2 separate regions of the Mus musculus genome follow, and region 1 is linked to region 2. A link is a contact called in public Hi-C data. All regions are on one chromosome and are shown on one strand. The core of a region is the stretch at or near the end of the contact, and the rest is flanking DNA. Distances in the headings are between cores, read along the strand shown.

Evidence for each region. Hi-C and Micro-C count contacts between places; a contact is called where the count stands out from the background.
Region 1: a contact with region 2 is called in a Hi-C map of the HPC-7 cell line, with 2.4 times the contacts expected there. The contact joins two enhancer-like sites. A contact is called at or near these places in 1 of 484 Hi-C or Micro-C datasets (the HPC-7 cell line) and 1 of 9 other capture datasets (adipose tissue).

Annotation. Positions count from the first base shown.
Region 1 is chr11:77,703,500-77,708,027 of GRCm38.p6, forward strand. It overlaps Nufip2 (nuclear fragile X mental retardation protein interacting protein 2), which reads left to right. Exons shown (of 4, transcript NM_001024205.2): 3 at 2,010-2,042. Among named protein-coding and RNA genes, the nearest start is that of Cryba1, 20 kb to the right of the region's middle. Within about 2 kb of position 2,617, at least 5 of the 459 cell types and tissues checked have an H3K27ac peak or open chromatin away from gene starts, as enhancers often do. A contact at or near this core is called in the HPC-7 cell line, where this site is marked.
Region 2 is chr11:77,316,164-77,321,192 of GRCm38.p6, forward strand. The region is part of intron 1 of Ssh2 (slingshot protein phosphatase 2); the gene reads left to right. Among named protein-coding and RNA genes, the nearest start is that of Gm24989, 74 kb to the left of the region's middle. Within about 2 kb of position 2,473, at least 28 of the 459 cell types and tissues checked have an H3K27ac peak or open chromatin away from gene starts, as enhancers often do. A contact at or near this core is called in the HPC-7 cell line, where this site is marked.

The DNA of each region.
Region 1 (4,528 bases), core at 1,367-3,866, 390 kb after region 2:
CAGCACATGGGAGGCAGAGATAGATGATACATCTCTTGATTGAAGCCTTCCTGTTCTACAGAGTTAGAACAGTCTGGGCTATACAAAGAAACCCCATCTCAGAAAAAGGAAAAACAAAAACAAAACAAAACTCCACAAACACTAAAAGAATATCCTAGGTAGAGAAATAATAGAAAGGTCTTCTTGTGTTTATTAAGTGAATGGTTAAGCTATTTAAAATAAACATGTGAAAATAACCTTTGTAGATTGGGGAAATGCATAAGGGAACTGATAATAACCTTCTCTGCAGACTTTGAAAATTGGGTATGAGGAGAAAAGGTTATAGTTGTTGGTTTGTAAAATTGACAAGGAATACTGGTACAGCTTAAATTTGTAGTGTCAGCTTTAGGGAGACTGAGAGAGTTGTCTTAAGCTCAGAGGCAGTGTGAACTTAATAATGGTTCAGGACATCCTGGGCTTTAGAGGTAAACCCTGTCTACAGATAAACATGGCTTTATTACCAACACTCAGGAAGCAAAACCTAGGTTCTGGAGAGATGGTTAAGAACACTGACTGCTCTTTGAGAGTTCAAATTCCAGCAACCACATGGTGGCTCACGACCATCTGTATGAGATCTCCCCCCACCTCCACCTCCACCACTCCCACCCCGATGCAGTTTCTCTATGTAGCCCTGGCTGTCCTGGAACTCACTCTGTAGATCAGGCTGGCCTCAAACTCAGAAATCCGCCTGCCTCTGCCTCTGCCTCCCGAGTGTAAAGGTGTGTGTCACCACTGCCCAGCTCTGTAAAGAGATCTGATGCCCTCTTCTGCTGTGTCTAAAGATAGCTACAGTGTACTCATGTATATAAAATAAATACTTTTTTTTCTTTTTCTTTTGGTTTTTTTGAGACAGTGTTTCTCTTTGTAGCCCTAGCTATCATGGAACTCACTATGTAGAAGCTGGCCTCAAACTCAGAAATCCACCTGCCTCTGCCTTCCAGGTGCTGGGATTAAAGGTGTGAGCCACCACTGCCCAGCTGAATAATTTTTTTTTGTTTGTTTGTTTTTCGAGACAGGGTTTCTCTGTGTAGTCCTGGCTGTCCTGGAACTCGCTCTGTAGACCAGGCTGGCCTCAAACTCAGAAATCCGCCTGCCTCTGCCTCACAAGTGCTGGGATCAAAGGCGTGTGCCAGGCTCTGAATAATTTTTTAAAAAGGCTCTCAAGTTCAGGACCAGTTTGAATATGTCAGCTTAGAGGCCACTCAGGGTTACATAGTGAAACCCTACCTCAATATCAAACTTAAAGATAAAATTTCGTTAAAAAGAAATTTAGCATTTTTTGGGGGGGTGTTTATTAGCTTTTATTTTTGCCTCTGTCAGAAGATCGACACTGGTGGATGTCCAAGTTCAAGGCTATTATGGTCTACAAAGTTCATTCTTCCCCACCCCCGAATAGTTTTCATTTCTATTTTCAGGGACTAATTCTTTGGGTTTTGTATTATAAGTATTAAAAGCTATTTATGTTCTTAATCATTTAGATGTCTGCTGTAAAGCTTTGTGTACTGGGGTAATAGGTAAAAAATGTTTACTATATGCAGGCTTTGCATATCTTTGCTATTTGTGAATACAGAATCTTATCAATTTCATATAACAATTAGCTTTTATTTTGTATGTAGACACACACACATGTACATATGCATATATATCTTAACTGTGTGTAGAGGTCAATGAACAACCAGCATTCTTCTACCACATAGGTCTTAGAGATTATAACTTGACATTAGGGTTGATAGGAAGCAATCCTGCCAGCCTAATGATTGATTTTTCATAATTAGCATTTACATAACATATTTCAAAATTTTAGTGCCTTGTGTTGCATAAAGCTATACTATTATCAGTCAACCTTACCTTTATCCCAGCAGTAATCAGTCTAGGTTTTTCAGATGTAAGAGATAAAACTATAGCATTATTATAAGGGATAAAAAGCATTTTTTATTCAGCATTCATTAATAATTTTTCCTCTCTTACAGAAATGGAATCTATATGGAATTTGCAGAAGCAAGGTAAGAATGGTTTGCTACTTAAAATGTTAATACTAATTATGACATTTGTTTTAGTGAGACTAATTTGGAATCATGACCTATTCTATTCATTAACAGGCTTTATTTTTTATTATTTATTTTTTTTGGTTTTTTGAGACATGGTTTCTTTGTATAGCCCTGGCTGTCCTGGAACTCACTTTGTAGACCAGGCTGGCCTCAAACTCAGAAATCCGCCTGCCTCTGCCTCCCAAGTGCTGGGATTAAAGATGTGTGCCACCACTGCCTGGCAACAGGCTTTATTTTTTTGTATTAAATTAACAACTTGTAAAAAGTAAAGAAAGTAATTGCCATCCCAGGACTGCTAAAGAGTGACTTGTACTCATCTCTGTGAAGGCTGAAGCTTTAAATTTAAGGCTATAATGGGCTACAGTTTTTCAGGGAACATGGAAACTCTTCCTTTTAAAATAGTTTAGTTTTTTTCTTTTTTAGACAGGTTTTCTCTGTGTAGACCTGGCTGGCCTTAAGCTTAAATAGATCCAAGTGCTGGGGTTAGAGGCGTGTGCTACCATGCCTGTAGAAGCTAAGAGTTTTATGCTTAGTCATAGAGCTCACGGTTAACAGACATAAAGCCTTGGGCATGACCACCAGTACAGCCAGCCCTTCCCAGTGCCTTCCTGTCCCTTCCAAATACAAGTATTTTGAGTAAATCAATATAAATGTTTTTACCTTTAGCCGTTTTGCCTGTGCTTATGTGGTAAAGAAAGGGATACCCTAAGAACTAAAACATTTCATATTTTAGGATAATATTCAGTGTTAGAGAAACATCTAGACTGTATTGAATGGTGTTTGGAAATAAAAAGAGTTAGCATTCACTTTTATCCTCCCATAACCAAGATTGAACAAGTAGGACAGGTAATGGGTATACAATCTACATGTTGTCTTTGATTGCTTTCAAATTCCTAATTACATAAATAACCTGTTCAGTTTGTTTGTATAGTGGTGTTACTTGTATGTGTATGTTTTCAGGGCCGATCATTTGGTATTGGATAATCAGTTGGTGTGATCTTTTCTGGGAAAGACTTTCTCAGCTCCCAGGTGTTTCTTAGTTGCCCGAAGTTGCCTGTATTGTTGGGTCGGAGCTCCTGGACTTTAGCATGTCTATTGTTTTCCTTGTTCAAATCATATCTAGGCAGTCATGTTGGTGAGACTTAATGGGTAGAGCTTCTGTGACATCACCAGGAGAGGATTTCTTTAACAGTCAGTGTGTTGCAGAGAAGTTTTGTGTATGTGGGGTGAGGGCTACACTTACTTGTCCATATAGGAATAAATGATATTTAGAGTAAGGATTATGCTGGATTGTAAAGTGATGATTATATATTTTCACCCAAGATCCATGATTTTACTAGCCATAGGTATTTGTCTAGGTTTCCAGTACCAGAAATGATTTTCCCTTTTTTAAAGGGGGTCTTAAGTCTCATTAGAGACTTGTTGCTTATGCCAAGGTATGTGTGCCACTATTGCACCCTTAAGGTTATCATTGCTGGTGGTTGTTTTTTGTAGGCATCATAGCTAATCTCCTTTTTTTGTTGTTGTTGTTTTGTTTTGTTTTCCGAGACAGGGCTTCTCTGTGTAGCCCTGGCTGTCCTGGAACTCACTTTGTAGACCAGGCTGGCCTAGAACTCAGAAAACCGCCTGCTAATCTTTTTTTCTTAGAATCAAGGATCAAGTCTTTTTTTAATACAGCCATGGCTTAGGGATGATTAGTAAACACTTGAATTGTTTCTTTATACATTTCAAATCAAACAGGAATGGGAAAGAGACTGCAAAATGAATTCTGTAATTGTAAAATACAAAGTTGTTAAATGGCTAGTGACTGTAGGGAGTAGTATTGTCTTCATGGTAGGTTGTCTTTGGAGTTTTAAAAAGGATATTTTTGTATCATCTTCTTATTAAGAAGTTACGTTAATTTTTTGTGGTTTTATTTTGTTTTCTTTTTTGGTTTTTTGAGACAGGGTTTCTCTTTATAGCCCTGGCTGTCCTGGAACTCACTTTGTAGACCAGGCTGGCCTCGAACTCAGAAATCCACCTGCCTCTGCCCCCCCCCCCCCAAGTGCTGGGATTAAAAGCATGCACCACCACGCCCAGCTTGCTTTTTTTTTTTTTTTAATTAGATATTTTCTTTATATACATTTCAAATGCTATCCCGAAAGTTCCCTGTACCCTCCCCCCTTATTTTGCTTTTTTTGAGATGGGTTTCTTTCTCTGTGGTTGTGGTTGTCCTGGAATTCCTTTTTTTGTTTGTTTGTTTTTTGTTTTTGAGACAGGGTTTCTCTGTGTAGCCCTGGCTGTCCTGGAACTCACTCTGTAGACCAGAAATCCGCCTGCCTCTGCCTCCTGGAATTCTATCAGTAGACCAGGTTGGCCTCAAACTCAGAGCCTGGCCTGGCTCAGATGGTATTTAAAATGTAAGCAACCACTTTAAACTAAGATAAATGAGATAATTTGTT
Region 2 (5,029 bases), core at 1,223-3,722:
AGATAATATTACAAGTGCACAGTAAGCACTATAAATAGGTAATACTATATATATGTATATGTATACATATATGCAGAATAAGGATTATAGATAGAAGACACCCAGCGAAAGCTCCCCACAGCAACTCAGTTTCCTCTGAGCTGGACTATGCCTCTTCAAAAGCTGTTGACTGAGGACATTTTATTTTTCAGAATTGCAATTGTTTTAATGAAATTTGAATCAAGCTTTAGTCTTTGAGGAAGCAGCTGATTTAGTTGTTTTGGTTTTACAGTTCCAGTGTTGGGCATATTAGACAAGCATTCTATCACTGGTATGTCCCCAGCCTCCCTCCACTTACCCCCTTTTAGACAGGTTCTCTCCATGTAGCTTAGGCTGGGCTGGAACTCTATTGTATCACAGGCTAGTCTAAAAATTAGGATCCTCTTGTCTCTGTCTCCCAGGATCATAGGCGTTGTACTAGTTTATATTTTGTAGTAATTTAAGGAAAATATTTAGGCTAAACAGATTTCAGCAGTTAGGAGTAAGTACTGCTTTTGCAGAAGACCTGAGTTTGATTCTCAACTCCCACATCTGGCAGCTCACAACCATCTGTTAACTGCAGAGCATTAACACATTCTTCTAGCCTTCATGAGGACCTGCACTTGGATCTCACAAATAATCTAAAAAACAAAATGCTTCATAAATAGCGGGTAACTCACAAAAATTTCCTGTTGCTTCAACTGATAGGCAAGAAAGCTTTATTTAGGTTTTCTTTTAATCCTGTCATAATAGGAGTAAGATATGACTTTGACTTCATTTGCAATTGTTGCATACTTTAACTTATTTTTACTTTACTAGATGTTATATTTTTATAAAGTATGAATAGGTTGAATTTTTGGTCTGGCTCCTGATTCCAGCCAGTATCAACATTCTTTCTTGGTGTTCTGTCCTGTTCCTTGTGCCCACATGTTCAGCTAGCTAGTCACCAGAATTGGAAGAGGTGCTTGAAGATGACTGCAGATTCTTTGCTGCTGCTTCCCCAGAAGAGGAATCTAGTTCCTCTCCTGGAATCTGGGTTGTCCTTTAATGCATCAAGAGAGTGTAACATAGTGGCATTACACTATTGCCAGCTCCAAGCCTAGCATCCTTTTAGAGCCCTGGGCTGCTATGCAAGAAGCCAACCCTGAAACTACTCTCCTTTGAGGGGGCCCAAGCCATATTAGAGCTCACATTAGGCACTGCAATGTACCTTCAGTTTTACAGCCATCCAGGTCAAAACAACAGTTGTGAGACTGAAGCTGCTTGGATCTTCATGTATTCGCTGTACAACAGCACTGAGTGAATAATAAGTATTGAGTGAACACCCAGCTAAGTGCTCCTGGGATTCATTTGTTACAAACCAATTAATAATCTATGCAACTGGTTTCACCTCCATTTTCTTTGCTCCTAGGAAATAGGCTAAGCTTTCTCTTAACAAGTAATCCAAACACTAGGAATGGTACCTGTATTAAGCAGAGTTTTCTAGAGATACAGAACCAACCGAATTCACACACACACACAAAGCATGTTCATAGACGTATATTCTCTGGTGCAACACAGCACACAGGACCAAGTTCTCAAAACAGTAGATGGGACGTGTTAGCAGTTCCAATCTAGTGCAGAAAGCCTGAGAGCTCCCTGGAGAGCCACTGGTCTATAAGGAATGACTGAAGACAATGGAGTTTGTTGTCAGTAGATGGCAGCAAATATAGATGAATCATTCAAATAGAAATGAGCCGGGGCAAGCATTTGCTGCTTTCCTCTGGCTTCTTCCTTTTTCAACTGGGATGCCATTTGGGAGGGACCGTCCACACTTAAGAGTGGATCTCCCCACTCCCTACTTGCTCTCACATGTTAGTCCTCTCTGTACACATCTCCACATTCACTCAGATGCCTTTCACCAGTTCTAGACACCTTTAAATCCAGCCATGGTGACAACCAGTAGAGTTGTCACAGTGCCTTTACATCCTCCTGCTTCCACAGACCAGAAGCACAGCACTATCTTTAGTTCCAAAGTGCACACTTCCTCTTAAAAGGCCACTATTGATTTTTTTCCTGACACCCCCTAGCCCCCCCCCATTATTAGTTTATTGCCAAGGGCAGAGAAAACTGATAAATTATATCTACCATATCTAGTTAATGGATAATCCAGTTTCCTGGCTATAGAGCTGTCATGGTAGGATACCTAGCATTGTGGAACCATAACAGTAAGACTACTTGATAGCTTTAACCCCCAATTCTACCTTTGTTCCAGCAATGCACAACTACTCAATGCTCCTCAAATGTGAAACTTGTTTCCACTTATTCTTGTAAAAGTAACTTTTATTCTCCTATAGTAATTGTCATCTCTTATTTTTACTGCCTTTTTCTGCTAACCTAGGCCTAGTCCTAGAAGCCTCTAGCCTCTATAGAATCTTATCTAAGCCTAGAATGTTGTCACTGCTAAATAAGCTCACCCTTTCTAGGTCTTTCTGAACTCTGGCTGGCTAGTCAACTCAGCTGTTCCTGGCTCAAAACTTGGCTTTACATTAATTGATTCAATCTGGCTTCTCTCAGCTTCTCCTAAATTGCTCTGTTTTGTATAATACAAACTTTGGCAGTATATTCTGATCTTTTGGCTCCTTATTCTCTGGTTTGTTCTGTCTTCACCTGTGTCTACCATGTTCCCTCTCTGAAACCTCTCTTTATAACTGTCCTGGTAAAACTGCCTCCTTTCTACTTCCTCTCTCTCTGCACTGCACACTTAAGTAGCTTCCCTTTCCTCTCTCCTTTGAGAGTTGGGCAGATCCTATTCTGTCAAATATTTCTCTGATTCATCACTTTGTTTGCCACCAATTAGATATCACTTTCAAACATGGGTGCTTCTTTCTACAAACTAAATTTATCTTCATTGTTTGGGATTCAGGGTAAGTCTGTATTCCTGCCAGACAAATTAAAGTTGTGTGCTAATGCTGAGCCATATCATGACTAGAAACAGGTCTTTTTTTTTTTTTTTTCCTTCAGTAAATAACACAATCTTGAGATACACAGTGTGATCAGATAGCCTGTAACATTTTCGGTTCTTTGTGCCTCTGCCTGAAATAAGTCTGCTTTTACTACTTGACAAAACTTTCTAGTTCAAGCCCAACGTAAAAGTTAACTTAGCTAAAACACTTTCCAATCCTAGAGTTATTTCTTCCTCTGATGCTTCTATGCTATACTGTCCAACTTTGCTTTGGTCCAAGTGAGGCAATTAACATTTTTAATAGAACTTTCTCCTTGAGTTACAATGTGAAATATCCAAGGATAAGGATCAGTCTTATTTACTGGCTAGAAAATAAGACATTGGTGAGTTGATATTGAATGTATGCATACAGAAATAAAAACAAGTAAATTGTTTGCTTAGCCAAAAGGAAAGCCTTAGGGCCCAAATCACCTCCTGAAAAAACAAGCAACACAACAAAGTTCTTCAAACTTGTTAAAGCTAACAGGTTGCAAATACATAGTCCATACTTGCTGGAAATGTATAACCAGTTGGTTTTAAGTGTTTGCCTATAAGAAATCTCACTAGTTAATCACTACAGCCACTTGATTTTGCCTCTTCCTCTAGTCCCATCTTGTACCTAGGGCACTGTGATGACAGGTGGGATTAGGCATGGTTCTTGAACTAAAACAAAACAAAACAAATCAAACAAACAAAAAAAAACCTTACAGTTTAATGGTGAAAGATAAATGAAGAACCCACTCATAACCTAGAAACAGAACTGGATGGTGCTAGAGTAAAGATAGAATTGGAGGGAAACAGATATTTCCAGGTGATAGAAGAAATAGCATTAATGTCTGGCATTTGAAACCAACTTTGAGCTGGGCAGTGGTGGTGGTAACACCTTTAATCCCAGCACTTGGGAGGCAGAGGCAGGCGGATTTCTGAGTTCGAGGCCAGCCTGGTCTACAGAGTGAGTTCCAGGACAGCCAGGGCTACACAGAGAAACCCTGTCTTGAAACACACACACACACACACACACACACACACACACACAAGAAACAAGCTTTGAAGACTGGTGTGAAGATTAAATGATTATTATATTCTGTATATATTGATTAGTGGTGGAAATTACTACAGTGGAAATTATTCCCTAACCAGTTTTTTCCCAAATAACCACACAGAGACCTTTTAATATTTCAAAGCCTTAGGCCTTGGCTGGGTACACTCTCAACTAGCTCACCTGTCTTAGTCAGGGTTTCTATTCCTGCACAAACATCATGACCAAGAAGCAAGTTGGGGAGGAAAGGGTTTATTCAGCTTACACTTCCATACTGCTGTTCATCACCAAGGAAGTCAGGACTGGAACTCAAGCAGGTCAGAAAGCAGGAGCCGATGCAGAGGCCATGGAGGGATGTTCTTTACTGGCTTGCCTCCCCTGGCTTGCTCAGCCTGCTCTCTTATAGAACCCAAGACTACCAGCCCAGAGATGGTCCCACCCACAAGGGGCCTTTCCCCCTTGATCACTAATTGAGAAAATGCCTGACAGTTGTATCTCATGGAGGCATTTCCTCAACTGAAGCTCCTTTCTCTGTGATAACCCCAGCTGTGTCAAGTTGACACAGAACTAGCCAATACATCACCTAAGTTAAACTAACTACCTAGCTCCAGCCAGCCAGAAGGTGATGAGTTACACTTTCTAGGCCTGTGATCATATCTGTCTCCTCCCATGTCCTGGTGTAAAGGCTTTCTGCCTTCTTCCTCCCAGAGTTCCTTTCTTCCTCCCAGGAAGTCCTACCTTCCACTTCTTACCCAACTTGTTGACTATTGGATTTTTATTAAAGCCAATTAGAGAATGCCTTAGGTAGGTGAAGGACAGAGACACAGTACAGAGTACCACAACACTGGTGAAGAATATACAACAGGGAAGAAGGGTCATCCATGGTGATATAAGAGCAGGAACAAGTCAGGAGAATAATAAATGAATATACAATATTGGAACATATGGAAACTAAAAGGAATTCGGGGAAACTATTGCTTACACTTTGG